Regions from separate parts of the Mus musculus genome. Here regions 1, 2, 3, 4, 5 and 6 are each linked to region 7. Evidence: chromatin contacts called from public HiChIP or PLAC-seq and promoter capture Hi-C data. All regions are on one chromosome and are shown on one strand. Each heading gives the region's core, a stretch centred on a gene start, on an enhancer-like site or on the middle of the called end of the contact. The rest is flanking DNA. Distances are from core to core; before and after follow the strand shown.

What was found. Promoter capture Hi-C pulls out the DNA fragments that hold promoters and counts their contacts. HiChIP or PLAC-seq counts read pairs in DNA pulled down with a chosen protein or histone mark.
Region 1: an H3K4me3 HiChIP or PLAC-seq map of bone marrow-derived macrophages shows a contact between it and region 7, with 12 times the contacts expected there. The contact joins the enhancer-like site here to the promoter of Mysm1 in region 7. A contact is called at or near these places in 13 of 39 promoter capture datasets (the 3T3-L1 cell line, the C10 cell line, the HPC-7 cell line and 10 more), 1 of 15 datasets of contacts at CTCF or cohesin (the NIH/3T3 cell line), 1 of 484 Hi-C or Micro-C datasets (bone marrow-derived macrophages), 22 of 115 datasets of contacts at active chromatin or transcription factors (the SCID.adh cell line, T-cell acute lymphoblastic leukemia, bone marrow-derived macrophages and 17 more) and 4 of 9 other capture datasets (adipose tissue, embryonic stem cells, liver and 1 more).
Region 2: a contact with region 7 is called in a promoter capture Hi-C map of liver, with 7 times the contacts expected there. The contact joins the enhancer-like site here to the promoter of Mysm1 in region 7. A contact is called at or near these places in 8 of 39 promoter capture datasets (cranial neural crest, frontonasal cranial neural crest, hippocampal neurons and 5 more), 1 of 484 Hi-C or Micro-C datasets (bone marrow-derived macrophages), 10 of 115 datasets of contacts at active chromatin or transcription factors (the SCID.adh cell line, acute myeloid leukemia, bone marrow-derived macrophages and 7 more) and 4 of 9 other capture datasets (adipose tissue, embryonic stem cells, liver and 1 more).
Region 3: an H3K27ac HiChIP or PLAC-seq map of regulatory T cell precursor shows a contact between it and region 7, with 16 times the contacts expected there. The contact joins the promoter of Hook1 here to the promoter of Mysm1 in region 7. A contact is called at or near these places in 8 of 39 promoter capture datasets (the HPC-7 cell line, cranial neural crest, embryonic stem cells and 4 more), 15 of 484 Hi-C or Micro-C datasets (B cells, CD4 T cells, CD8 T cells and 9 more), 34 of 115 datasets of contacts at active chromatin or transcription factors (the 230-238 cell line, SST interneurons, T-cell acute lymphoblastic leukemia and 24 more) and 3 of 9 other capture datasets (adipose tissue, liver and macrophages).
Region 4: a contact with region 7 is called in an H3K4me3 HiChIP or PLAC-seq map of embryonic limb bud, with 9 times the contacts expected there. The contact joins the enhancer-like site here to the promoter of Mysm1 in region 7. A contact is called at or near these places in 15 of 39 promoter capture datasets (3T3-L1-derived adipocytes, the C10 cell line, the HPC-7 cell line and 12 more), 1 of 15 datasets of contacts at CTCF or cohesin (the NIH/3T3 cell line), 2 of 484 Hi-C or Micro-C datasets (bone marrow-derived macrophages and muscle stem cells), 29 of 115 datasets of contacts at active chromatin or transcription factors (the 230-238 cell line, the SCID.adh cell line, SST interneurons and 24 more) and 1 of 9 other capture datasets (pancreatic islet).
Region 5: an H3K4me3 HiChIP or PLAC-seq map of embryonic limb bud shows a contact between it and region 7, with 4 times the contacts expected there. The contact joins the enhancer-like site here to the promoter of Mysm1 in region 7. A contact is called at or near these places in 7 of 39 promoter capture datasets (the 3T3-L1 cell line, the C10 cell line, cranial neural crest and 3 more), 1 of 15 datasets of contacts at CTCF or cohesin (the NIH/3T3 cell line), 1 of 484 Hi-C or Micro-C datasets (bone marrow-derived macrophages), 6 of 115 datasets of contacts at active chromatin or transcription factors (acute myeloid leukemia, astrocytes, bone marrow-derived macrophages and 3 more) and 3 of 9 other capture datasets (adipose tissue, embryonic stem cells and macrophages).
Region 6: a contact with region 7 is called in an H3K4me3 HiChIP or PLAC-seq map of bone marrow-derived macrophages, with 8 times the contacts expected there. The contact joins the enhancer-like site here to the promoter of Mysm1 in region 7. A contact is called at or near these places in 5 of 39 promoter capture datasets (the C10 cell line, cranial neural crest, embryonic stem cells and 2 more), 1 of 484 Hi-C or Micro-C datasets (bone marrow-derived macrophages), 9 of 115 datasets of contacts at active chromatin or transcription factors (the SCID.adh cell line, bone marrow-derived macrophages, cardiomyocytes and 6 more) and 3 of 9 other capture datasets (adipose tissue, liver and pancreatic islet).

Annotation. Positions count from the first base shown.
Region 1 is chr4:95,848,360-95,852,143 of GRCm38.p6, reverse strand. Fggy (FGGY carbohydrate kinase domain containing) reads right to left here. Exons shown (of 16, transcript NM_001113412.1): 14 at 2,468-2,562. Among named protein-coding and RNA genes, the nearest start is that of Hook1, 120 kb to the left of the region's middle. Within about 2 kb of position 1,608, at least 89 of the 459 cell types and tissues checked have an H3K27ac peak or open chromatin away from gene starts, as enhancers often do. A contact at or near this core is called in the HPC-7 cell line, adipose tissue, bone marrow-derived macrophages and 6 more, where this site is marked.
Region 2 is chr4:95,793,001-95,796,877 of GRCm38.p6, reverse strand. All of the region lies in intron 8 of Fggy (FGGY carbohydrate kinase domain containing), which reads right to left. Among named protein-coding and RNA genes, the nearest start is that of Hook1, 170 kb to the left of the region's middle. Within about 2 kb of position 2,142, at least 68 of the 459 cell types and tissues checked have an H3K27ac peak or open chromatin away from gene starts, as enhancers often do. A contact at or near this core is called in extraembryonic endoderm stem cells, liver, second pharyngeal arch cranial neural crest and 1 more, where this site is marked.
Region 3 is chr4:95,965,479-95,969,330 of GRCm38.p6, reverse strand. It overlaps Hook1 (hook microtubule tethering protein 1), which reads right to left and starts at 1,952. Exons shown (of 22, transcript NM_030014.2): 1 at 1,775-1,952. The coding sequence starts at 1,837. It overlaps 9530080O11Rik (RIKEN cDNA 9530080O11 gene), which reads left to right and starts at 1,676. Exons shown (of 2, transcript NR_045776.1): 1 at 1,676-2,207.
Region 4 is chr4:95,899,185-95,902,943 of GRCm38.p6, reverse strand. All of the region lies in intron 14 of Fggy (FGGY carbohydrate kinase domain containing), which reads right to left. Among named protein-coding and RNA genes, the nearest start is that of Hook1, 66 kb to the left of the region's middle. Within about 2 kb of position 1,888, at least 24 of the 459 cell types and tissues checked have an H3K27ac peak or open chromatin away from gene starts, as enhancers often do. A contact at or near this core is called in the SCID.adh cell line, craniofacial prominence, embryonic limb bud and 1 more, where this site is marked.
Region 5 is chr4:95,819,441-95,823,493 of GRCm38.p6, reverse strand. Fggy (FGGY carbohydrate kinase domain containing) reads right to left here. Exons shown (of 16, transcript NM_001113412.1): 11 at 1,369-1,516. Among named protein-coding and RNA genes, the nearest start is that of Hook1, 150 kb to the left of the region's middle. Within about 2 kb of position 1,438, at least 43 of the 459 cell types and tissues checked have an H3K27ac peak or open chromatin away from gene starts, as enhancers often do. A contact at or near this core is called in adipose tissue and embryonic limb bud, where this site is marked.
Region 6 is chr4:95,768,591-95,772,895 of GRCm38.p6, reverse strand. It overlaps Fggy (FGGY carbohydrate kinase domain containing), which reads right to left. Exons shown (of 16, transcript NM_001113412.1): 8 at 3,367-3,470. Among named protein-coding and RNA genes, the nearest start is that of Hook1, 200 kb to the left of the region's middle. Within about 2 kb of position 2,230, at least 13 of the 459 cell types and tissues checked have an H3K27ac peak or open chromatin away from gene starts, as enhancers often do. A contact at or near this core is called in adipose tissue and bone marrow-derived macrophages, where this site is marked.
Region 7 is chr4:94,977,160-94,980,924 of GRCm38.p6, reverse strand. It overlaps Mysm1 (myb-like, SWIRM and MPN domains 1), which reads left to right and starts at 1,825. Exons shown (of 20, transcript NM_177239.3): 1 at 1,825-1,921. The coding sequence starts at 1,860. It overlaps Gm12694 (a long non-coding RNA gene), which reads right to left and starts at 1,804. Exons shown (of 3, transcript XR_867913.3): 1 at 1,149-1,804; 2 at 104-267.

The sequences.
Region 1 (3,784 bases), core at 359-2,858, 870 kb before region 7:
CTCTCTAACACTACTCTTGTAAAGTTCACCCATTCTCTTTTTCCTTTAGCTGACTAAATCCTCTCAGATTTCTGGTATGTAGAAGTTAGCAGTAACTTCTAGTAAAACCATTATTATGGCTCCCTTTGATCCACTGGTATTGGAAAAGGAAGGTATAAGCTCTACCCAAGCCTGATGTCACTCATGGCCACAGGAAATCGGGACAGGTTCTCTTCAAGCACATATAAGCTCTTTCTCTAATTTTCCAACCATGTCTTCTTCAACCCATGATCTTAGCCCTTCCTTTATCTGAAGGAGATGACCCTGGCAGTGTTTTCGGAGTCAGCCTATCTAGGTAAGATCCATCAACCATGACAGCTGAGGGAACTGGGTATCTGGCAGGAAGCACTCATCTTTCTTAGGCCCTGTGAGGACCAAGCTAGAATCTTGGAAGTTCTAAGAAAAGTCTGTGTTGAAGTTTAGGCTGAAAAGTATGAATCACAGACAGGATCATCTTGTGGAGTCTAAGCTAGTCTCAGGCTTGGTGAGCTCCATTTGCTTCTTTTTGGAGGAAATAAGAAGAATGCCAAGTGCATGTATTTATATTTCCAAAGCAGCTCCAGATGCAATCACACTAATGCCACTGCCTCCAGACTGGACCTTTTAGAGACAATTCATCACTACAGTCAGCCCATCCAATGACAATTAGTTGCACATATTATTTCGTATTGAGTAATTGATTAGTTTTTGTTTTGTGTATAGATTGAATGCATAGGTTTATGCATAGGCACCACCCCTGTTCAGGTACTCCCAGAAGCCAGAGAGGGCAGTAGACTCCCTGGTACCGGAGTTACAGATGATAACTCCACAGATGAACCACCTAATGTACTGGAAATTGGATGCAGGTCCTCTGGAAGAGCTGTGAAGTGCTTTAAGCACCAAGCCACATGCCCAGCTCCATTCTTAAACTGGAAATGGGCTTCTGCCACTGGAAGTTTCTAATGGTCTGTGTTTGTAAGTTTTCTGGGTCTCTCTTACAGGCCATGAAAGGGTATTATATGCATTAGGAGAGCTATACTAAAGAACTTAGCACAGGGTCTGCCACACTAGGCAGTCACAGCAAATTGAATTCTAATTATTGGGGTACTGTTAGAACACCTGGTTTGTCACTTAACACTGGGGCATGCGGGCAAGTGGTTGAAGTGCCTGGTTCTCAGCTGGTAGCTGGGGGTCTGACTTTCTTCCAGCTCTATACTGGCTGTTTCATGAGCTTGGCCAAGAGCTAGTACTCTGCTTCCAGGATTGGCTCAGCAACCAAGGATGTGTTCTACAGTGTCTAATATCTGCTCTACAAACCTCATCAGCCCAAGAGGACTACCAAAGCTCCAAGCATCAGATCTCACAAAAAAAAAAAAAAAAAAAAAAAAAAAAAGAAAAGAAAAGAAAAGAAAAAAGAAAAGAAAAGAAAAGAAAAGAAAAGAAAAGAAAAGAAAAGAAAGAGAAAAGATACAAGAGGAGAGGAAGATTGCCTAACTTCCCCATTTCTAAAATGGGGATACGAGAGCTGTGGTGGGGACTATATACGCTCAACCGAGCCATAGGAGAATTTACAAGCCAGCTACTGGCCACTGTTAGAGTTAGGGAAGTACAAGTGCAGAGGAGATGGTTGAGTCCTCAGAGTTTGCGTGTAGGGAGGCCAGCATTTGAGACCAAAAGGTCTAACTGCAGAGCCTGACTGTCATCATAGTCTACCTTATACTCATTTTTTAAAAGGATTTTTGTTGTTGTTATCATTTTAATGCTGGGAGCCTTTAACAACCTCTAGCATGTACAACATCTTTTGTTATTTCACATCAGGAAAAGCTTGTCTCTTACCAGAAACTAGGATGCTTCCTCTTTTTGAAAATAAGAATTATGCAATTTATCATGCTTTTTTTTTTTTTTTTTTTTTTTTTTTTGTCTTGGCTGCCAGGAAGCTCAGAGCAAAATCGTGTACTCAAATCACCACCACCAAATTGTTTCCGGCTTCCTAAACTTTGTTCCTTCTTTTTATTTTTAATTCTTTTTTTTTTTCCCCTCACCAACACTTTCTTTTGTGTTTCTTGTTGGCCCAGGCTTCAAAGGTATTTGGAAAGTGATGCAGATGAAATAAACAAATAAAACACTGAAGCCCATGTGGAAAACCAATATTTTGAGCATCAACTCTTTCACTTGATCAAAGGAAAATGGCCAAGCAGAAACTGAAGCTAAATAATGTAGGAGCTCCTATAAAGAGAGAGAAGCAGAACAATTCACATGAACAGAGGTGAAACCAAAGGGAGGCCACAGTGACTACGTCAGAGGCGGCGAGTGCCTGTGATTCTCTGGCTGCAACCTATCATTCCCTAATTATATCCTGTATGTGTTTTGCAAGCTGTGAGCTGCTGTCAAGAGGACAGACAGCCTCAGACAGGGCAGGGACCACAGCCACCCATGGATCCTAACATACCTGCACAGAAGTGAAGTCCCCTGAGGCACAGGCACCCAGAATAGCAGCTCCCACGAGGACAGACTCCACCTCTTGTGACAGGACCACAGGCATGCCTGCACAGGACAAAGTCATACCTTGGTTAACAGTAGAACCAGGGCTGTGAGGAGCCAGCAAACACCTCTGGAGGCAAACCCGCTGATGTCAAAGCAGCAGTACTTTATACCTCCCCGAAGTCCCCAGTCCTTGGGATTTGGGTTTTGGGAGATTTCTCTGCCTTGTGATGGCCAGTGTACCAGCCACAAGCCTCAAGGTGGCCAATACCATACCTATCAACTTGTAAGGCTTTGGCACCCAGGTTCCTGGTTTACCTCTAACTTTATCACATGTTTTGCTGGGCCCAGTAAAGGCTGAAATGAAAGGCTGTTCCCTGCTAATCCAGTCTCAGATGGGCTGATGGATACAGGCCATGGAAGGGCTGGTTCTCTGACTCATCTCCAGTACAAGCCATAATCCTTAGATAGTCTGGTAAGACCCTTACCATCTGGCTTCTCTTTTTCCTAGCCACCACATGAACCTACTTTCCTTGTGATTTCTTGAGTTGGTTTCAGAGCTCTTCCAGATGTCCATGTAACTGGCTCTTCACCACAGTACAAATGCAACCCTAGCTTTCCTTGGTCACTGTGTTTAGAACGATGAGACAACTTCATTGCTCCTTCTGTGCTCCTATATCCCCCACCCCCTTTTCTACCATGTGGTTTCCTTACTTAGTCCTGCACCTTGCCCTGCAACTGACATTACATGAGGCTAGGGGCTCCATTCTGTCTACCACCATGTCTCTGACACTTAGAGCAGGGTCCAAGCCATCAATTAACTGGTGAGAGAATGAGTCTCTGAGCCAGCGGTTGACAGTAACATGGGACTGAAACAGTCATGTGACTGAAATGTCATGCGAAGGTAAGTAGGTATCCACCAGGCGCAAAGAATCCGCCTACATGACAAGTGCCAAGGTTGAAGATCCATGTGGATTTCACAGGCAGTTCTGGTTCCTTACGTGATTTACACCTCTGCTTCTTCACTCAGTTCACAGTGTGATCCTAAGTTAGGATCTCCACCCCTCTGTACCTCAGTTTCCTGATCTGAAGGATGGGGATAAAATTCCACCTACTTTCACAGGATGACATGATTTTCTAATCAATAGATGACGGGAAATGCCACAGAGGAAAGGTCTGCAGCAGAAAGGCTTCCTTTAGACAAAGGCTACAGCCCTCTTCTTGCCTCTCTAGGGAAGCCCACTTAGTATCTTACCTATCTCCTCCAGTTCAGGTCAGCTCTAGC
Region 2 (3,877 bases), core at 893-3,392, 820 kb before region 7:
AAAGGGCTGAAAACCACAGCTCTACAAGTGTTATACCTACGTCTGACACACTAAGATATTGTTCTAACTTTACCATTGTCTCTTTGGATCCTTCATATATATGTGAAAGGTAGAAAATGAGGGCCATCCAAGCCAAAAGAATTACACCAAGTATACAATATTCACTTGCCTTAAAAGCCAGTATGTTAGGATGTGTGTTTGTTTTTTTTTAAATACAAATATATATTTAACACACTCATTACTATTTAGATCAAGCTAGTCGGGAACGTAAGATAGCTCAATCTTATGGCCTGTGAGTGGACTATCATAAATGTCAGGATAGCCCTGCTTTAGACTCCCAAATACTGGCACTGCAGCATGGACCACATGCCTGGGCTAAGTTAGATAATCTTAATTTCCAGAAGAATTTTACTGAAATTACCTTGATATAGTTGTTAATAGAAGAGAGAGCTCAGGTCAGGAAAAAGACTTATCTTGATTATATTCCTTATGCTGCAACAATTTAGACAAATTTTCCTCCTCAACTTTCTGACCCTTGGTCTCCTTGATTTCAAAGTGGAAGGGCTAATATTAATGTCTACAAGAACGGAGGACACTGGTAAATATTAAAGTTTGTTAAAGACATAGCTTATCTTTGTTCAAAACCCAAGTCAATGTTAGTTCTCCTTGAACTGAGGCCTGTAGGGTGGAACAGCAGGGGACAACATGAAAGACCACCACGAAGAGGCTCCTTTTTTAGTCAGTATTGTTAGTAACAATACTGAAAAGGAGATTAGAGCAAAACAGCATATTTTCAAAGGCTAGACTGGAAAGCCTTGTTATTAGGGCATGTGTCCAAAACCAGGATCAAATGAACTCAGAGAACTACAACACAACAGCAAAATCCAGAGGTTATCAGTTGGTATTTACTTAATGATATAGCTAGGTTTGGGGGCGGGGTGTTTATTTATTTATTTTGCTTAGAAGACTGGCAATATCGTCTGGCACAACCTCGGTATAGGCACAAGGGTATTAATCTTAGTATCAGTGTTACCATTGAACTTAGACATTTGACAAATGCTTTGATCATGTGTACTCTATATTAACTTACAAAATGCCAACTAAACCTTTGATTGCATACTACGTTATCACACAACATTTATGAGAGTCGGAAAGAGGCATGACTCTATCGATATAACTAAGCATATAAATTAAATCTAAGCTGAGCAGGTCAAAGAGCTAGAAGAGAAGTCACTTTTGTGTGCTTGTAAGAAACGCCCCACCTATTTCCCTCTCTCAACACCATTCTCCCAGCTATAAGATGACTGGAGCAGAGACACTATTCTCTCTGAGGTTTTCTAAGATTCCAAAGAGTTGACTCACTGCATCCCAGCTGGTCCAGTAGAACACTCCAGTGAGATATTTCAATAGGCTGTGCTCTCACGTGGCCTGGAGTTTATGGGATTGTGTCAGTTTGTCTCTTGGGGTGTCTCCAAGTACCTACTTATTCTGTCACCCAACTAATTTGCTGCTAAGACTATTGGAATTTTTTTTTTCAAAAAAACCTGTTAACTATAGGCTGTATTTAATAGCTACAATCTATAATCTCAGACATTAGCTGGGTAAGACTTCAGATACATACTGAGTTCAGACTACAGTTTAAAACCTGAAAAGATTGGGAGAGATGGGCTTCAAAGTTATGTATATCCAAGTCTCTATCCTCAATAAACTTAAAATCCAGCGGGAGCTGAGGGTTCAGGATGGGCTGAGCATGGGGTATACTTGTGAGTATACATGTTTATCTACCCTCAATTTCCCTGTGTGTATGTCAAATCAAACATACTGAACATAATTACAACCCGAGATGCCCAAGGCACATGTGCAGACTCCTACGACGATCAGAAATAACAGGCTGGGGTCAAAAGTCACATTCCAAGTGTTCCTGCCTCTGGTCATGTCTTCTCAAGCTAGCTGGAAGCAAGGATGCCACAGGCCCAGTTTCATGTAGGGCTAGGCGCCTATGGGCTGGATTCCCTGAATGACAAAGTCCAGATGCTTGCTCACAACTCTTTCGGGGAGAGGTGACTGGCTGAGAGCGGGGAGGTACTGCAGCTCCCTCTGTCCTTTCCCAGCCCTTCACCCTGAGGCTGGTTTGGCCTAAACCCCTGGCAGGACAGGAGGCAGGCTCCAGATGCCAACAGTCCTGGGAGGGAACAGGAGGCTTTGCTTGGACTGTCTGCTTCCAGGTTCGGATGTTTGGAGAGTGGCAGCAGACCTGTGTGGGACTGGGTATTTCCATGGTCATCTCTTCTTCCAAATGGACTAGGATATTGTCTTACCAGAGGGGGGAAAAAACACTTATACATCTATTTCTGCCAACTCCCTGATGACTACTTAAAACACACACACACACACACACACACACACACACACACACACACACACACACACGAGAGAGAGAGAGAGAGAGAGAGAGAGAGAGAGAGAGAGAGAGAGAGAGAGAGAGAGAGAGAGAGAGAGAGAGAATAAGAGCCTGGAGAAATGTTTATGAACAGAGGGAGGCTCTTGGTTTTTTACCTCTTGGTTTGCCTTGCTCGGCTGAACACTATAATGAGCTACCAGTGTGCCTGTCTCTCCCAGGAACCAGTTAAGATAAAAGTAGTTGCTATCTTCAAGGCAGTGAGCATGACAGAGCAATGTGAGCAGGGGCTTGGGAAGTAGACAAACTATTCTAGACAATTCTGCCTAGGCCATTGGCTGACCATGTGATTCTGTGTCTCTCTGAGGCTTAGTTTCCTGACCCATAAATGCGACTAATCATCAACCAGAACAAAGTCCAAGATCTGCATGGCACGGCACAGTGTGGACAAAGACACTGTGATACACTAGGCTCCTAAACAAACTGTGAAGCAGCAGGTGGTTTAATTCTACCCCTTCTTGAGATAGTGGGAAGCTTAGAGTTCTCACATGGCCGCAGGCCCGTTATTAGTCTGTCTCCTTAGGAAACCCTTCCCCCTCCCTGTGATCTCTCCTACACCTTTTATTACCTCCCTCTCCCTGGGCTCATCTACTCCAGCGAGTGCAGGGACAATGTGTGTGTCGTAGAGTGCCACATGTTTACCTCAGACTCAGACCCCACTCCTGAGTCTCTCACTAATGTGACTTGCATATCCAGATGATACATCTAAAAGAGAATCTGCTACCCTTTAGGGCTCTTCTTATTCTTGGTCTTTCTCTAGATTCCAGTCTTAACTTATTCACTTTTCATCTGCCCACAGCAGGTCATCCTGTTCTTCTGTCCACAAGCACAGTCTGTTCCCCATTGCTGCTGCCTTAGTATTATCTCCCATGTCTTGCTTGTACTATTTCATCAGCAAGTAAACTGATTTCCCTTTCTCAGTTATTTTCCTCCTCTCCTCCATCCTCTCTACCCCTACTCAGGCCAAATTCTGTATGTCCAGCAAATGACCTTTCTAAAACAAAAACTCAATTGTATTATTATTAATATTGATCCCTGACAGATGACATACTCTCTAATTTGGCTTTTCCTTATTTGTTTGACTTAATCACAAGATTATTGTTTCCTGATTCTCCTCCCTATCAAGTCTTTCACAGACTAAGCCCTAGATTTATTGAAAAATTGAAATTCCCCAAAGTGAGCCATTTTCTTTTTCATCTCTGCTTCTTCATAATTTCCCCTCAGACAAAAAAAAAAGTTATATATCCTCCTGAGATTTGGCTCAAAAACTTTGGAGATGGCTCAGAGCTTAGGAACAATTCCTTCTCCTTTGAAGGACCCCAGTTTAGTTCCTAGAACACAGATGGAGTGGCTCAAACCCACCCATCAGTCCAGCTAGGAGGATCTGAGACTCTCTTCTCTACTTGGCTTGTACCTTTC
Region 3 (3,852 bases), core at 703-3,202, 990 kb before region 7:
TAAGAAGTCTCACACGTCTACCAGCCATATTGAATTCAGGCTAAGATTTCTGGAAATCTTAGACTGTGTCTTGACTTAAGTAAAAAGGAGGTTGAGGACACAGCTCCATCAGAAGAGCACATGCAGAGATCCCTTGTTTAGTTGGGGGTCAGGGTTAGACAGATTCAACAGCAAAAAGAAAATAAATGGCAGAACAATGCTCTAAAAGAGTTAGAAGGAACAGAGTTTAAAGGAAGACCCAAAGCTGAGGAGGTGGTATTGTGCCTGAAAGTCAAAATTCGGTTCCAAGAAGAGCCAAGCAGGGCATCAATGAAGCGTCCTAAAAAGAATCAGAACCACCATGTCCTTCCCCATCACCAAGCTGGACAGTGTCAGGGAGAACAGTGCATCTACCGCCATGATTAGAAGCAATAACTGATTTTCAGCCATTCAATTTTCTCCAGTGTACAACAGCCTGGGAGATCACTGCAGGAGCCAATTAGCAAGAGCTAACCAACCACCCTCTCACCCTCTATTGTCTATGAATCCTTATCTGGTTCATTCTCTCTCTCTCTGTGTGTCTCTCCCTCTCTCTCTCTGTTTCTCTCTCTCTCTTTCTCTCTCTCTCTCTAGATCTTGGGGAACTTTGCCTTTCATTGTAATGATACACAACTCTGCTAGTTAAACTAATTCCTGTGAGGCCAGCACAAAGTAGGAAGTCAAAATACTGCTTTAAGAAAGGATATGGTCATAGCACTTGGAAATATTGCAGTATAGTTTAAGAAACTCTTGAACTCCATGTGACCTCATAGGGAAGTCAGTGACATCATAAAGAACCCAGTTTACCATCTCAGTCAGATGATCAGAGCACAAAATTGCAGACCTGAATACACCCTATGATTAGACATTTGTTTTTAAACAAATGGGATCATTAAAGTAATACTGCCTTCTTTCCTAACAATCTTAAATACAATATCTAAACCTAAATAGTAATTTAAATAAACATGCAGGTCTACAGTGAGCTAAACGCTTTAACCCTGAGATCCTAACTACATTCTACTTAAAACATGTTATCAAAGTCTAAAGTGCAAAAGTGACTACAAATTTCAAACACTCATAGAGATCTTCCCTATTTGTCCTTTGGATTTGCTAGTATTAGAAGATGGCCAGTCAATCTCTTGGAGGATGTAATCCTCCTGATCCAGTCTACTTACATTCCAATCAGACTCTCTTCACAATTATACAACTGAGTTGAGCCATCAGCGCTATCAACACCCAACTGTAGGGCATCAAACACTATCCTAGCACAATAAAGGCCTAGAAATCACACCTGGACGGCAGTTCTGTCATATCTAGGAAATTCCAACAGGTTAGAAACCATTTGGCTCACCGGAATACTGGGAAAAAATGAGGACTGAGGCAATCTGCGCTAAAAAAATCCTGCACATGGATCAAGCGTAAACAAAAAAAGCCAATTCTTTTTTACTTTAAAAAAAGAAAGGTATTAAGATGGGAAGGGGAGGAAGAGGGGGAAAAAATGAAAAAGAGCTCCCACATCAAAGGTAATTTGGCCATCTCTCTCAGCTGTGTCTACACCGCCATGGGTGCTGTGTGGGCCCAAAAGGACAGCAATCTGGGAACCGAGGCTGCCAGCGCCTCCTGGTCACCTGTGCGAGGCGGAGCTCTCAGAGGCTGGGACGGAAGGGTTGCGGAGGAGGTGTACGTGGCAGCCGGAGGCTCCGTGCTCCGCTCGCCCCGCAGGTGGCCTCGCTGGCAAGCGTGGAACTACACTCACCCAGATGATGAGGCTGTCACACAGCGGCAGCTCGGACTGTGGCAGCGGCTGCGGGTCCTCCATGGTCCGAGAACCTCGACGCCGCGCTCACAGCGACGGACGCGCCTCCGACCGGGCCCGCGTCAACGACCTCCGCGCCCGCCACTGGAGCTCGGCGGCCAGGCCTGGCGCCCGCGCCACTCACGCGCGAAGCCTCACGGCGCAGACGTCGCGGCGCGACCGCCCCCTCGCCCACCGCGTCTGTCCCGCGTCCCGGCACCTGAGCCGGCCCCGCCCGCCGATCGCACACCGCACGCTGAGTGACCTCTGCGAGCACCAGTCACAAAGAAGCTGGGCACCAGCGAGGCCGGCAGGGCGGGAGGAGCGGGAATAGGTCGCACAGGAGGGCTGCTGATTGGACGCGCTCCAGAGACTCTTGGCCAATCAAGGAGGGGTAAGCCCGGACCGCCAGGCGAAGCGGGTGTGGGTGGGCGGAGGTTTATGACCTGGCAGGTGCAATGAGGGCGGGGCTGGGGGTAGGAAGGAGAGCGCGCCTGCGCGAGCTAGAGTGGCCAAAGGTAGTGGAGGGCTCAGAGGCCAACCTTCCATTTCTCCTGGTTAGCACTAGTACAGACCCACTCTCAGCCTCCAGCCTCTTCTCATTCCCCACCACAGTGCTCAGGAATTGAAACCCCCAAAGCAAGAGGAACCACGTGACCAAGAAACGTGTTTCCTAAGGAAAAAACAGACCTCCATGCTGCCTAAGTCAAAGAAGCCCTCACAGAATCACAGGTTGTGGCTGATTTCATTTTAAATGGGGCAAAGGGGAAGGCCGTTTTTAGATAGCAAAATTAAATAGTGTTCAAAAAGCATAGGCTGTATCTGTGTACCCTACCTGCTCGTTTCTATGTTAAAAAATAATAATAATGATGTGTCCACTGAGGATGTTGGTGGCATGGTCCATAAAATCTGGAAAGTGGCAATCCAACATGATAAATTGTGTCATTATTGGAAGGGGCTACAATATTATTCTAACTCTTGGTTCTCACCACTTCACTCATTCATTAATCCATCAATTCATACTCTGTATTAAGAGGCAGCTGGTTCGCTTAACTCTCTGTGATTTTTATATTTAAACGTTGAGCAAAACTGTTGGACAATAAATTATAAACCCCCTGTTATAAATCAGTTTCATTTTAAAAATACAGTGAGGGCATTTTCGACGCAACCTCACAATTTTGCTAAAGTGTATTCTAGACACAATAAATACTAATGAAACTTCATGAAAACTATAGGCCTAAAGAATTGAAGAGTCGGTATTGTGACTCTCTCCCAACCCCCGCCCTCCCCCCCCCCCACCACCACCCGCGTTGCTCTCAATGTTACGGGTAGAGACCACAGCCTCTACATTTCTAAAGATATCTCTGGCTAAAATATAAGCACATATTATGAAAATAATGTAAGTTGGGAATTGTAAACTTTGCAATGTGAATTACTATAACCACACACTCTTTAAAGCACGTTTATCACTGAGACCCACAGATAAGTGACCTACTAAAATTTCAATTCTTTCCAATTTGAAAAGTTAGAAAATCACATTACTGAAAAACAGCAAAAAAAAAAAAAAAAAGACTAATTCTGACAAGTGTGAAATGAATATAAATCTAAAGCAAAAATTCAAGGGAAGTTTGGCATATTTATTGGGAAAATTTAAAGATACATTTTTATTTTTATTCCTGTGTGTCTGCAACATGTGTGCAGGTTCCCTTGAAGGCCAGAAGAGGGCATCAAATCCTTTGGAGCTGGACTTACAGGCAGTTTTGTGTAGCCTACTTTAGGGACTAGGAACAGAACTCTGGTCCTTTGTAAGAATAGCAGTCCCCTTAACTTTGAGCCATCTCTCCAACTCCAAAGAACTTTACATTAACCATATTATCTAAACCCATAATTCCATTTTTGGAATAATTCTATACTTCCATTTGTGAAATCATCACAAATTCAGTCACAGAAATTACTGAAGTAACATATTGCAAATCAATTACAAGTATTGATTGATCAATTATATGTTCAACGTTAATCAATGACAAGTAATAGTTAAT
Region 4 (3,759 bases), core at 639-3,138, 920 kb before region 7:
TTAGACACTGAGATGGGTAAGAGGACTCAGTGGGTAAAGGCGCTTGCCACCAAGGCTAACAACCTGAGTTCAGTCTCCAGGATCCACATGACTGAAGGAGAGAACTGACTCCTGAAAGTTGTCCTCTGACATTCACATGTGTGCCGTGGCACATGCATATTAAAATAAAGCAAACTGAAATTAAAAATAAACGAGAAAGAGTGGATTATGAAAGGAAATAAGAATTTGTAGACCAGGAACAGTAGGGAACCGTTTGTACCTCTTAGTTTGAAGAAGTGAAGGGAGAGAAAACAGGTTCCCACCACACAGAGATACTTGTCTGCATGAGACTACCTCTGTAGTAGGTGAGGCAGTAAATGGATGCAGCCAACTTATAGTAACCCTGCAGAGGATGCTGGAATAATAATAATAATAATAATAATAATAATAATAATAATAACAACAACAACAACTCTAGCTTTCTGCTTGTGTCTCCTAATGGCCAACCCCAAGTAGACAACAAGAATAAGGGTGCCCGCCCTGCGTGCTGGTGATTGACATGTAGTTACAGAAGTCTGCCTTATGCTTCATGTGCAGTCTCTCATCCTGGTCCAGGGTTAAGAGTGATGGGGAAACAGATGACATTCAGAATGAATGCACACATGAAAGAGGACAGATGAGTGGGAAGAGATGAAACCAAAATGATTCTCAGGAAATCCTTCAGCCCTTTAGAGTCAAGCACGCCAAGACCCAAAGAATGCCATGGTTTTCTTGAGGCAGCAGGCTTAGTCATAACGTCAGGAAGCAGGCCTGACAAGCTTGACAGCACTTTCTACCTACTGCTCCACATACAGTGATTTAGTGGAATGGCAAGGGAAGGGTACCTTAATGCTCATTTAAGCATGTACCTGAAGGTGAAGCACTACCAGAACTTCCTTCGTTCAATGTGTAAACTCCTGAACACTGAGAAGCCAGGACTCAGCAGGCTGTGAAGAAGGTGAAAACAGAGTCATGTTCTACTCCGTACCTCACAGTATGTTTGCTTTAATCTCAAGGCAGTACCTGGGTAGCTAAAATTGTCCCCCTAGTTCTTCTGGTTTGGGCAGGAAGGGTAGAGAGGATATGGCAGACCCTAACCAGAGTCTTCAGGGACCTGTCTTCCTTGTCAAATTGTATTCATTCTAAGAACATGAACTACGAAGCTGAGAATGTGGGCAGAACCCAGGAAGTACTAGTGATAGCTAGGTGAGCATCCCCAGGTGCACTGAGATTCCAAGGACGCACAGGCACTAAGAGATGATGTTGCAGAGCATGTATCTATCCAAGGAGGAAACAGACTGAGGTTGAAGGACATGGGCTGAAGTAACACCGGAAGAGTGACAAAGGCACTGCTTAGGTAGGATCTAGGGACCTAACATCTCTTGATCCATTTAAAATGCCTTTACAGAATTTTCCCAATACCTGGTGCATAGGTAAGAGAATTAAAGGAGACCAAGCATCAAAGCTGCCGGCACATGTGAATGCCGAGCAAAGGCCAATGCTGCTGCTTTCCTGCCCCTCTAGTCCTGCTCCTCTGCTCTAAACATTGCTTTCATGTCCCAAATGTACAACCATTGCTTTCATGTCCCAAACGTACAACTTTTGACATCAGATTCTGGTCACGTAAGATGGTAGTGGCTTTTCTACAGCAAATCACAATTGTTATAAACTCTGTCAATGTTGTTTTGGTTGTACTGTGCCTTGGTTGGGTGTATGTGACCTGAGGTCACCCTTCTGAGAACACCACAGCATTCTGGATTATGACTTCCCCCATCTTTGAATAAACATGGAAAGCTTTCTTTACCTCTTGGTCCAGTGCTTGTTTGCCATCTGGTCCCTGGTTTGGCTACATCTGCATTTACTTAAGGACTTTACTTGAAGGCCAGGTTTACATATGGGAAGAATGGGAGGGCTTTCCTGATTTCTTCCATATGTTCATTTATTCATATATTATGATTTCTGTAATCTCACCAATGTCGAGTCCTTCAGACAATCCTTATACTGTTCCTTGGGGACCAGATTCTTTGTGTGTTCAGCTGGGAGTGTCTCTGGGAACATTTTTTTTTTACATGCCATTACCTCTAGTGTAGCTCAGCATGGCTTCTAGATGAGAACAAAATTAATGTTCTCAAAGAGGTAGGTTTTTTTCCTTACAGAGAGGGTTAATCTACTTTGAAAGATCTGTGGAAAGAAGCAGGAAACCCCAGAGCTGGCTCCCCTCCTCAGTTGTAAATGCTCAGAATTAGGTATGTGTTCGACCCTCCCCATGCCTGCTGTCCTGATCTCTTTGTTCTGGGACTCACAGATCAGTGTTTTAAGTCCTGGGATAGGCTTTCCCCACTTTCAGCTCCTGAACACAGGCTTGTGAAGGGGAGAGGTCCTAGGGGAATCTCATGCTGTGCATTTTGTGATACTGGAACAATACAGGCTGAGTTGTACTTCCTGTTTTTACAAAGCCATTTCAATTCCTTCCCTACAATACCTCCAGATCTGAGCTGAGTGTGGAGGCAAGAACTCTGGGAAGACCTGGTTTGAGACTTGCCTATTCTACTAGCCTAGGCAGGCTTTTTAATTTTTCTAAGCTTTGTCTTCTCTAAAGTAGGAGCAAGGTTTGCCTGGTAAGGATGGAGTGAATATTAATATTGCTGTGCATAAAGCAAGCATCCACAAATGCTCCCTAATGTGGAGTCACTGGGGAAAATGCCATAATGTGAAGGATCCCTTGCTGGAGAGAGCTGACATGCTCACAGATGGCCAGGAGATTGCCCGCTACAAAGGCTGGGACTTGAGTTTTGGCTGTAGATCCTTCTCAGCTGAGGAGAGCTGGGCAGCATCCAGTGGGGCCCAGATGTCAGCCAAAGGAGGAGAATGGCTTAACCCTTACCTCAGTGGTCTGATAAGCGGAAAAGAAACGCTCTGGGGTCCAGGACCTTTGTGCAGAAAGTAATATGTGTGTGTGTGTGTGTGTGTGTGTGTGTGTGTGTGTAAACATCACCCAATTACTTGAAAGGTTCTTTACACTGTCCTGCACATCAGATATTAAAACTCAAAACAACAATGGATTCTTTCAGCAATGAGTTGGGATTTGACTTGATAGACTGGTTAGGCTATTTGCAGCTTGGGAAGAAATATTCAACTTAGTTTATGTACAAAGAACATATTATTAGTCTGCTAAGTTACCAAGAACTCTGTCAGGTAAGTGACAGGGGCAAGATAAGAACTGTTCCTATAACCAGCCTTCTTGTCCACTCTGCTTATCAGTATGAGGAAGAATAGCACAGCAAAGGTGATCCCATAGCTGTCTCCTGAGACCCTTTCTGCCTCCTTAGAAAAGCAACCCACACCAGGTGGAGAGATGGAAATCTCCTAGCCCAAGGGGCTGTTATGGGGCTCTGAGAATCCAGATGAGGAGCGTGGCATTCCTGGAGGTTTCCTACTGTATGTTTCTGCATGCCCACGGTCCTCATGGATATCATGCCTGCACTGAGATTCCAAGGACACACAGGCTCTAACAGATGATGTTGCAGAGCATGTATCTATTCAAGGAGGAAACAGAAAGGTTGAAGGGCATGGGCTGAAGTAACACCGGATGAGTGACAAAGGCACTGCTTAGGGCAGCTAGGGTGAGAGCTGTGTCAGGGAGACAGTGCCCTGAGGTTGACAGGGCTGCACTCTGGGGACCTGACATCTCCCAGGAGCTCCAAGAAGCCACAGCTGCTGCCCTCCGGTGTCTTGGAATGT
Region 5 (4,053 bases), core at 189-2,688, 840 kb before region 7:
TTTCATAGGCATGCTTCACAGGTTCCAGACAAACACACTGTTGACTTGTCCAGTTTCCTTAGTGTTTCATGATTTTGCTTTATGAAGAGAAGTTGATTATGTGGTCAACTCTGTAATAAAAATGAGGTTTTGAACTTTGTGGAAGCATCATAAAACTATTTTAAACAATCTTAATGAATTTAACCACAAACCTTAAATTCCTGAAGCCAGTAGGCCTTCTCACAGTTAATGTTGCTCCTGCATGTTAGTGGCATTTGCTCAGAGACTACCTTCTCACTTCCCATTTTCACTTTCCTTACACTCCCCTTCCTAGACTTGGCATTTAGGAATTCTTATGTGGTCCATTAGAACTGAAAGTTCTCTTCCTCTCTAGATTTAACTTGTTTCATTCACCTCCAAGCCTAGCTCTCAGTGTTCTCAATAGCCAGCCTCCTCACAGCTACAGATCCTGTCTGGCTTGGAGGTACTACAGCCTCATCCAGGTGTGAGCTTGCCACCAATTTCCTCCTGAACTCTACAGGAGGGCTCATGATCTCTGGGCTGAATGTAGCCTTAAAGATTCTTAATAGCAAAGAGTATACATGGAAGGATCCAAGGTTCCAGATACATATGTAAAAGAGATTGGCCTTACCTGACATCAATGGGAGGGGACGGAGGCTTGATAGCCAATCATAGGGGGACGATAGTGGGGTTAGATGGGAGTGGGTGAATGGGTGGAGGAACACCCTCACAGAGGCAAAGGGGAGGGAGGAGAGAGATGGGATGGGGAAGTTTGTGGAGAGGTAACTGGGAAGGGGAATTTCATTTGAAATGTAAATGAAGAAAATGATTAATAAAAATAAATAAAAAACAAAAATAAAAAAGAGCAGACTTGATCCCCCAATATTAGTTATTAATTATATTTTTAGCTGAAGTTAAATCTGAAATTCTGAAATTTTGCTATGGGCTCAGAACAGCCATGGCTCTCAGGCTTGCTTCAGGAAGTGGGACCATGGGTGGTAATATTTACCACTGAGGTAGTGGGTAGCCTGGAGACAGAGATGGAAAACATGACTACAAATCAGTGTAAATGTAAAAATGACATAGGCAGGACTTTCAGCCACACCAGGGCAGTAAGACACAGCAGTAGTTGAGTACAGAAATACTATCTCAAAGGCGCTCTGAGCTGGCTTGGAAACAACAACAATGGCTAACAGATCTTTCTGGAGAGCAGGAGCAACCTGACCAAGGCAACTGACAAAAGCCAGCTCTTCTTGGCCACCTTTTCTCAGTTGTTCCCTCTTTTCCTGTCTCCTCACTTTGTGTCTTCCAAACTTTGCAACCCCTTGGCTGGCCTTCACCTCCGTGCATGGACTGGCTTTTACTTACCATGCCCTTCAGAGTCAGATCTGCTAAGGGAGACCGGTTGCCATGGAAATCTGGCCAAACATGTAAATCAACAGTGAGGAAACCCACAGGCTGAGCCTTCTTAATCAGATCCAGGTGACTATTCAAATATGCATATATACTCTGGCATCTGGAAAAGAAGTGGATTTTGATTTTAAAAGGGGATAGGGTTGAAAAGCAAATTATTCTGCAGAAAGAAACCATTTGCACTTCGATATCAGACCCAGGAAAGCAAAGAGGGCTCTCAAAAGCTTGAGCAAAGCAGCTGCTCTTATATGAAACTAGCCCCTGAACTCTCACAACACACTGTCATGCCAGGGCAGCACTTCCCATGGAAAGGCTTGGAGTCAGGAGACCTGGTCAGACAATGGCTTCACTCCTGGTAGGTGTGTACACATGAGCCAGTTATTCCAAGCTCTCGAACTGTCCTCTTCTCATCTGTAGAAACATCCTACAATCTCTGTCCAACTTACCTCATATGGTTATTATGAAGATCAAAGACCATGTATGCAAACATACAGCATTCTGTAAACTGCAGTACAATATGGTGCATATGCAAAGGATTTATTTAAATCTGTCTTCCTAATTGTAAAAATGATGAAATGACAAATAGAGATAAATATACGCTCCTGGATCCAATGAGTGAGCGTCATACACACAGTAAGGATCAAGAATTAGACATGGGATTCAGAACCATGACTTTGAAAGGCTATCGTGTAGGTTTTCCCATTTTAAGTTTTAGTTGATTGAGGTGTAAAATGGTGGAATTGGAATGACCCCCTTAATCAATGACATTTCTCAGGTCAAAAGATGACAAACTTGGGAGTGAAAACAGTGCAAGTTTCAGATACTGTTTTCTATCCTGGCTACAGTTAGCCTCTCTGAATGTCTATTTCCTGTTCATTATGTAGTATAATAATACTTACTTCATAATGTAGTATCATAATACTTCACTGGGTTAAGTTTTACTGTGGGACACAGTTCACTAGCTAGGGAATCTGGGGAAAATGAACCTTCCAAAGCTCTGAACCAAAGATCCCAAAGATGGACCAGAAAACCTCAGAGAGACAAAGCATGGGCAATGCCCACAGGAGGTTAGCAGCTAGAATACTTCTGCCAATATTTGTGATTTGCATTCTTAAAATGCTTTAGAAGAAGTGACTTCAAGTTCATATTTTGCAATGCCAGGAGTGTCCCCATGGATACCATGATGTTTCTGTAGGTTTCTGAAAAAAAAAATCATAAAAATAGTTTCAAACTCTCTTTTCCTCTCTATCAGTGAAAACTGTGTGTGTGTGTGTGTGTGTGTGTGTGTGTGTGTGTGTGTGTGTGTGTGTGTGTGTGTTTCTGTTCTGGAAATGAAACTTAGAGTTTTGAGAATGCCATCCAAATGCTTAACCACTGAACTATAAACACAGGTCCAGTGAAATTTCTTTTAGTAAGTAAAAAATGTATATGAAATTCTAATGCAAAACGTGGAGAAAACCAAAACACATGAGTGTACAAATTGATGAATGTCTGTTTGCAACATCAGCAAAGCCAGGGGAGCATTACCCAGTTAACTCTGCTGCAGTCCCTATTGGCAGCTGTAGACTATGCTTTTAGTTCTAGTGGAGGGGATACAATATTAATGGGGATAAAGCTCAGTCATGATTTGGTAGCTCCTGCCACTCCTGGAGCATGCACCAAGCTTTCACTGCGGTCCAGAGGAGATGCATTACTAAGATCCTTTACAGAAGGGATACTATAGGGGAAAGTCCATATGATTCCCCCACACACATTGTTGAATATTCGATTTCAGTTCAGTTTTAGGAAAGGGCTCTCTGAGGCATCCACAGAAGGGTAGGATAGGACATATACATATGATCACATTCTGGCATTCTATTTCCCAGCTCTCCCTGCTGTGGCCCAACAGGAACCATATTTATAACAGAAACTCAAGAACAACCTTTCTCATCAGAAGCCAAGAGTCTGCACTATTTCTAATCACTCTCTCCTTAGGAAGGGCATCAGTGCTCCCAGAGTATAATTTTTTTTTCTCTCTAAAGAAGTGAATGTCCATAAATCTTCTCATTTGCCTTTCAAGGAATCTCAGAGTGGGAGTTTGGCTTCAGACATCTGGGTCAATAGAATCTATATGCCTAATTACTATTGATTCGTCATTGTCCCATTTACTGAGGGTCTTTGCAAACAGTGGGATTCATTTAGCCTCCATATACAGGGCCACTCATACACAAATGAGATCCCTGGGGGATGGGGCATATGCTTACCCCTCTGACTCCTAACCTCTTTGCAGCTGTGTGTTTATTCTTTGAATTCAGTCCTTCCCCTACATGCTTTTTCAATTATACCTTACCATGTGTGCTATCTGAGTATATCATTCAAAATGAAGTGCACTTGGAAGACATTAAAATAACTAATGCACATCATCATTCACGTAATTTTAACCTTGCATGATGCTGTTTTTGGTTTTGACTTTGTTTCATTTTGTATGTTTTATCAATTCTTTCTCAAATGGCAGCCTGCTTTCTTCCAAGCACAGTACCCATGACCCCAGTTGGATTGTTCTCCTTCCAAATAGGAATGCCAGGCTCATATATCGTGTCTCAGAGGGAATCCCATTGGGGATGACACAGAACATATAGACTCAACAGTCCAAAGGCAAAT
Region 6 (4,305 bases), core at 981-3,480, 790 kb before region 7:
GGATTAGCTCCCTCTGACCCTATGACTTTTTGGCCTCCAGCTAACCTCTGCTGTGTGTGATCCTGCATTTTGAAGAGTTGGTAGTGATTAACTCTGAGCAAGCAGCTCTGCCTTCATGAAGTTACAAAAGAACAACGTTCCCTCCTTGTTAATTAAATCACGCACACAGGGAAGAGAAATGTGCAGCCCACACTTGTGTCTTCTAAAATATCAAAGGCCGGATTAGAATGTCTTGTGTTCTGCCTCAGGCCTATTTTCCCCATTCCTAGAGGTAACAGGGACCAGGAGATGAGGGTCTTCTGAGAACTTACCAATACTCACTTACTTGGTCATTCATTTATTCATTTGTTATTTTGAGCTGAATCCGAAAGAGGCAACCTTACCAGCACAAAATATACCAGGGAATTCTTCATCAATTAAACACTGAGCTGGAGACATCAGAAATGGCAGATGGGAAAAAGGTGAACCCTTCAGGTCACATTTAAAACCACTTCTTGACAAACCCAGAGCCCTCATGGTACCTGTGCTCTCTCACTGCTGGTGAATTTTCCCTGACAGTTGGTGGTTTTATTTGCCAGACCCACAACAAAGGGGTCCTTGAGCTTCCCTGGGAGTGCTTCCTCAGTCCTGATCCTTTCCTAGACCTCACAAACGTGTTATTGTTGCCCGCTTGCTGTGTTCCCAGCACCTGAGGGAGATCAAAGGTACTGGAGACCACAGTCTAACCCTCCTGACATAGCATTAAAGCTGATGATTAATCCCTTTAGCCTACAGGCCTCTTCACACTAGCAAGTACAAAACGGGGTGGAGGTGGGGACTATACTTTCAGTCCAACAAAAGACAATAAACTGACATTTTATGACTGCCATTCACTGTATCCAACTGCAGCTGCCCATCAAGTTTGTTAAAGCTCCAACAGTTGTCTCATGTGCACTATTTATGTCACGGGGACATTTTTATAAGTATCATTACTATTTTTGAGTGTCTGTGAAACTGCACATCACGGTCAGATAAAATGCATGTTACCCACAAACTCTCTGGTACAGGCAGTCTTGCCTCTTATATAATGGATGAAGAATCTGAGGCTTAGAGAGATTGAGGGGTTCACTCAGATCATGGGACTGAACCGATACTAGGAGATTTTACAACCTGCATCTGGAAATCAAAATGCCTACAATCTCTCTGTTCTGGGATGGGCATGGGATAAGAACACATGATATCGAGTAGCACTAAAAAGTTGGATCTCTGAAACCACAACCAAGAGAGTGTTTTTGGGTCTTTGTTCCAGAAAGTACCATTTTTGTGACCTTGAGGGAAGCACTTGAGCTTTCTGCCTCCTTTTTCTAATTTGTAAAACCAGGATACAGTAGACAAAGCTCTCGTGCCACCCGGTGAAGAGACAGTGGCACTGAGGGAAGCTATAAGGAGGCAACTCCCATCCGTGGGGGCGGCTTCTGTGTGCAAGTCTGAATTAGAGGGCAAAAGTGTCAAGACTCTGATTCGGGAAGCTAGATAAGATGTGTCCCACTGAAGATAGCAGAGATTTTAATAATTTCAGTGAGGACACACTGGCAGCTTAGACCCATGTCAAGAGAAAAGAGAACTGGCTACTGTTCCACACTTCTGGTTTAAGAAGGCCTAGCTTCTTTAGGTTTGTCCTTCTAGCACAGGGCTGTAGAAAGTGAGTGGGTGAGACTTCTAAAACCAGTTAAGGATACTAAAATATATAATATATAATATATATATCAATAATATAATATGGACATATAATACACACACAGACACATACAAAACATGCTCACATAAACACACGAACAAACATAAACACGTACTGTGGCTTCCAGTTTTATGGGTATTTTAATGGGATTCCTGTGTATGTGAACAAGTGTGTCTCTGTTTCTATATCTGTTTCTTGTGTCTTTTCTTAGGCTCTTTTCTTTCTGTCCGTTTGTAATATCCTATTCAGTGAGTTTGGTTTTAATCTTATTTTATCTCTATCACTTAGAAGCCGGTTTGTTTTCTAGTAAGAAACAGGAAGGGGTTGAATCCAGCTGGGAGGAGAGGTGAGGAACATCTAGGAGGAGGAGAGGGAGGGGAAGTGTATTTAGGATATATTATATAAGAAAAAAGTCTATTTCCAACAAAAAGGGAACAAAAAGATACGATAGTGCCTAGAGTTCAGAGAAGCTTGAAATAAAATGTAGTTCCTTAAAGTTCAGCCCAAGTGTCACATCGGGAAAGTTTCTGCCACCAAGAGTTCCCTTCTGAGTCAGCCACTCTTCCTTCTCTGCTCCATAAAAACAAGACTGGCAGTCACAGGCTGGCCTCGAACAGATGCTCTCTGAGAGAAGCACTCTCTCAGTGCTCACGCTAGGAGACAGCGGATAGAAAACTCTATATTCTGCAGAAAGCTGGGACCCTGTGTGGGACTGGGAACCATCTCTACACAGAGACTAAGGGTGAGACTAAGTGCCTAGCATAGATCAGATGTGTAGCACAGCGATCTCAAACTTAATCTGCTTTCAAGGACCCATAAGCCCATCTCAGCTATGGGGAAGTCTTTGCTATCCTTTTGTTCTGAGAATTTAATAGCCAGGACAAAAGAGAAAGTTTCAGAGAATATTATTGAATCAAAACAGCTGCCTGTGAAGAAAAGTGCAGTTATTTAAGAGCTGCGCTCCCTCACTGCTGAGATTCTGCCCTGTGTCCTGCATTCTCTGCTCATCTCCTCCTCCACTTTCTCCTTGGTTTTACTCATCTGGGAAAAATCCAAGGAGTCGTCCATCTCACTTTAACAGAGTAATGACTTTTAAATAAAAATATGGTAGAAATGGGTACTTATCGAAATGGAATGCTTTCAGACTCATGCATTTAAAAAAGATATAAATTTTAGGGCAGGCACTAAATTTTACTGCAATCTTGGAGAAAGCCTTTCCACTCATTCATGGAGAAAAATTAGCACAGTGAAAATTGCTTATCAGTGTTCTTTTGAAGTCATGATATGCAGCCCGATTCTATAGATCATCAGGACACTCCCAGGGAGATGGATTTATATGGATGGAGAGAGAGAGCTCAGTGGCCAATGAAAATAGACACCTGTGCGCAGGGAGACCTAGCCACCCTTTGAGGAGAGATGTCTGGAGGGCTTTGTCAGCTCTGCAGCCCAGGTGAACTCACTGAGCACCCTTCCATTTTCTTCAACAAGTTGGCCACTGGAAAGAGGCTTGGCAAGATCGGTCAGGCCGGTGCTAGGGAAGGGGGAGACAGAAAGAATGGAGAGGCGAAGGAGCCAGTAGTTTCCAGGATTGGGCTCTGGGCTGCCTCCACTGTTTGTGGTGGCCTTGCCTTTCAACGTGGTGCACTTACCCCCATGTGACAAGATGATGTTCCACAGATGACAGCCAGCCTTGACGTCACTGGCTGTCCCTCACAGGTAAGCCCGTGACCTCTCACATCTGCCCCAATCACTCCTGTGGGAAAGTAAAACCAAACAGAATGTTCTTAAGAAAAGAGATTTTGTGTGTGTGTGTAAGAAAGCTAAAAGCAAGCCAAAAATAAAAAAAAAATACTTTTTATTAAAGAAAGGGGAACATACATAAGTGTGTAAGAATCCCATATTTGGTCTCAAGTTAAAAAATATAAAATAACAAACAAACGACTATAACAAAAATTTACTTGCTAGCCAAGGGCAAACTAGGAAGTATATTCTGTTTTTGCCTTACTCTAGTCCATATATGTCATCTAACCTTGTCAGAATAAGACCAACTCTAACTATACACATACAAATGGCAGCCATGAAACGGGCTACGGCCATTAAATACCGTTGTCTATTCTTTGTATTACAGGGATAAGTTCCTTTTAACACTGTCTAGACGGTATAATTAATGCCATAAACAGACACCAAAGGAAAATCTAAGATCTTCAGAGGTTAAGTGACAGGTCCAAGGTCAAAGTGCTAGTAAAAAGCAAGCTCTTCTGGCTGGTACCCCAGGGTCATGTGATCCTTTAGAATATATGGTACCCCAGGGTCATGAAAGGAGGAAGCAACGGAACTCTGTGATGCTTGAAGCTTTAAGACCCTCATGTCTCCATTCTTATTTCCAGGCCTTCCAAAGCTCCAGGTGTGAAAGACAAGTCCCTGTTCTAAGAATGGCAGGGAGTAGAGAAACTCTCAGCAAGAGGACAAATGGGCTTTCACACAGCTTCTCTGGATTCCTTGGTACTTGCAGAGCAAGTTAGGTTAATTACAGAGCCCCCTTTATCTTCATATACTCAAATAGACATCAAGAGCCAGTGTGTGTGCGC
Region 7 (3,765 bases), core at 576-3,075:
CTCAAAGTTTCTTCAGTCCTCACACAATGTCTGAGGCAAACAGGCACCATCCCTGGCCCTGCCTGAGTAATGGGTACTGCATTATTCCCTCTGGTAGTTTTACCTGGCTCTTGAGTTAGAGACTGGTGTTTCTATTTTGCATTTCCCGATTAAATCCAACAGGCACCTTTAAGTGCCTATGCTCTGTCAGGCAAGCTGTTAGCATTGATTACTAGATGAGTCCTCTGACAATGCGCAAACAAATAAACACCATGGTTCCAGGTTGCCCTGAAAAGTAAAACACACTATTCAGTTCCTAAAGCACGGGGCCCTCATTTTACAAAATTCTTCTGCCTCTCCTGCCATCACACTCTCAGGCTGAGGTGTGAAGTAAGCTCGTTTTATTGTTTCGTTCACTTATTATGGGGTCCGCATAGATCCAACATAACTCATACATCAAGTGAATGATGTATTGTATTCAAGCTGCTACTGATCGACCAAGGCCGGAGAACATAGAACAGAGTCCGGAGAGTGACTTTTTAGGGGAATTACATAGCATATTTAAAGGATGAAACCATAAAGTAAGGGAGGGCAAGCAGGGTAGGCTGTAGCTTCGGCCAATCATATTTTGACCATAAAGGGTTGAGCATGCGAATTTCCACCAATCAGAATAGGAGCTGGTTCCTGGGCCTGGGAACAAGAACTTAGTTTGACCCTACAGCAAGCTGGAGAGTGTCCTTGAGATGGCTGGACTCAAACTGCTGTCTCCTTACAACTTTCCCTGAGATGACTGGACGCAGACAATTGTCTCCTTCTAAGTTGTCTCTGAGATGGCTGGGCTCAAATAGCTGTCTCCTTACAACAGAAGCTCCCCCAGGGCCTGGGACCTTGAATTTAGTTTACCCCTATGATTAAATGAAGCCTGAAAACGACATGGTAGTACTTAAAAAAAAAAAAAAGAACAAGTTTATTTTGCGGGGCGTGGTGGCGCATGCCTTTAATCCCAGCACTTGGGAGGCAGAGGCAGGTGGATTTCTGAGTTCAAGGCCAGCCTGGTCAACAGAGTGAGTTCCAGAACAGCCAGGGCTATACAGAGAAACCCTATTTCAAAAAATCAAAACAAAACAACAACAAATCAGGTTTATTTTGCTGGTTCCCAATACACTTACCTGTCCAACACAGCTTCTACTACGTGAGACACTGTGCTGAACGCAGGCAGTGTAAGGACTACCAGACAGGTTTTATCCTTAAAGAAGTCACAGTCTGATCGAGAAGACAATGAGTCATGGATTCTAACTGTATGAGAGACAGATTTGAGGGCAGAAAAATGCAGAAGCAAGACTCTGATTTCTTGGAAAACCGTTAAGTTCTTTGCTTCACAGATTCCCAGCAATGATTTGTATGTATATGGCAAACACTCAGGGCAGAGTTTAAAAGATCAATCTACCAAGCTCTCTGTTTGAACAATCACGTCAGTTTTCTGAGTCTATTTACTTATCCATAAAATAAAATCCGTGAAACCTGCATCCATTCCACTGGGTCATTCTAATAATTCACGGTGGCGGGCGGGGCGGGTAGGCGCGCGCGCGCGTGTGTGTGTGTGCGAAAATGAACCAGAGACAATGGATGCCACAAAGCAGGGTCTCTCGCCTGAATGGAAAAAGATCTGCTGTGAGTTAGCCCACGTAAGACGTGAGAGAAGTGAGATAACCCATGCGGTCCTTGGGGAAGCAGCTTTCACGCAGTCTCCTGGTCTTACTCGCCGGAGTTCCCCGGAAGTGCGCCACGCCAAGGCCCCGCCTCCGGCCCTGGGCCCGCCCCCGGTCCCGCCCCGCCGCATCTCGCGGGATCTCGCGAGTACGCCTGCGTCAGGTGCAGTCATGGAGGCGGAGGAGGCGGATGTGGATGTGGAAGGAGATGTTGCGGCGGCTGCACAGCCGGGGTGAGGCGCGGAGCGGGGTCCTGCGGGCCGGGCTGTGCTAGGCAAGGGTCGGAGGATGCGGTTGGCCGAGGGTCCGTGTGGACGGCGTCGGGACCCGGGGTGCTCCCAGCCGGAAGTCGGCCGGGTCCGGGAGTGGACCCGGTGCCCCAGGTTGCACTGTTTATCTCCACTTTCTGGGCTGCGATGGACAGTGTTTAATTCGGATTCCTACCTGCATTCGCGCTGTCTCAGGCGCCTCACAGCATCTTGAACACTGGCGTCTAATTTAGTCCTGCGCCCGCTAGCGACCTGGTCCAGTCGTTTGATTCCTCCTTCTCAGAGCAAGTTGTTGAAAACTTGGGGGAAAGGCAGCTTACCCTAAAGGATCCAGATTTTAGAGTTGGACAAGTCATGTTTGCCTTTTGCTTTTGCTCTTCCTGTTTACTGTCACTCTGACCGTGATCAAGGCATTTGAGGCATTTCCAAGCAAGGCTCCGCTTGCTTGGAAACCAAGAATCACTTGTCGATCTTACTGTTGTAAGCATCGAATGAAATAATTCTGAGAGATGTTTTAGCATATGGAGAATGCTCGGCAGATGTTTTCTTTGCTGTGTTAGGATAATGTAGTGAAGACCCAGTTAGGGGTGTCATGCCAGTGCCTGCAAGGACGGGCAGTGTGATTTTAAACTGAACCTGATTTGACACGTGCCTTTAGGAGGACGCGGTATCCCTCCTTTTAAGTAATGGGGGCCAGATAGGACCTCCTGTAGAAGCCAGGTACATTACTTGTAACTTGTCAGCGACTTCGTTAGAATTCTGCTGAAGTACATACTATTACTAGTACTGCTCCATTTTCAGCCCATATAGTTCATTTGACAGGAGGGCTGCTCCACTGTAGACTGCCAGTCCTCCTCTATAAGGCACCAGAATAAGAAGCATTTTAAAATAGCCAGTGAGTTCTTAAAATGTGATGAAAATGAGGGGTAGTTAACTTCACATAAATATTTTCTCAAAAGTTCAAAAGTTACGTGGATAGCCTGAGATAGCAATAACTCTACACCAGTGTGATATATCAGACTTGAGCAAGTGCTTGTGATGTTTGAGAATCGGTGACCTCAGTGGGCGAGGGCAGTTTGGAGTTCATAAAGGAATTCACCTGGTGTTCAGTGACCGTCACCTGAAAGCATTGGCTCTGTGCCTCTCTCAAGGGTTCGTTTTAACTTTCCTGGTTGTGTTTAGTTTTTCATCCCTTTTTCTTGTACCATTTTCTTGACACTTGAGACTACTGGTGGCATGTTGTAATGTTAACCTCGTATGTTAGGTCTCAAAGGAGAGACAAATGATTACCTGAGGTGCTGTATTACAGTGGAACTGGCCTCCAGGTTCTTAAAGCATCCTTCAGTCTTGCCTGTTGCAGGGTATGGCTGGCATACCCTGCCTCCTACCCTATTTTCTTTAGCCCTGAAGTTAGTCTGCCCTTCCCCCAGCTGCCCTTCTCTATATAATTCAGCCATTTTGGCTATCTGGCCCTTTTGGTCTGTCCTTTACTCTATTGGCCTGTCTCTTGGCCCAGGCAGCCTCTCTCTGTTGCAGCTTCTCTCTGCATTCTCTTTACATGGCCCAGTTCAGGGTCATATTCTCTCTGGATGTTCCCCACCATTGCATATGCTCTCCCTTTTATCTACAATGAACTTTCTTCTCCGCCATACTTAGGAGCAGTCATGTCCTGTCTTTTCTTTCCTTCCCTTCCCTTCCCTTTCCCCTTTTCCCCTCTTCCCCTTTTTCTTTTCCCTTCCCTTCTCCTCCACTCCCCTTCCTCTTCCTCTCCTCCTTCCCTCCATCCCTCTCTCTCCTTTCTTCCTTTC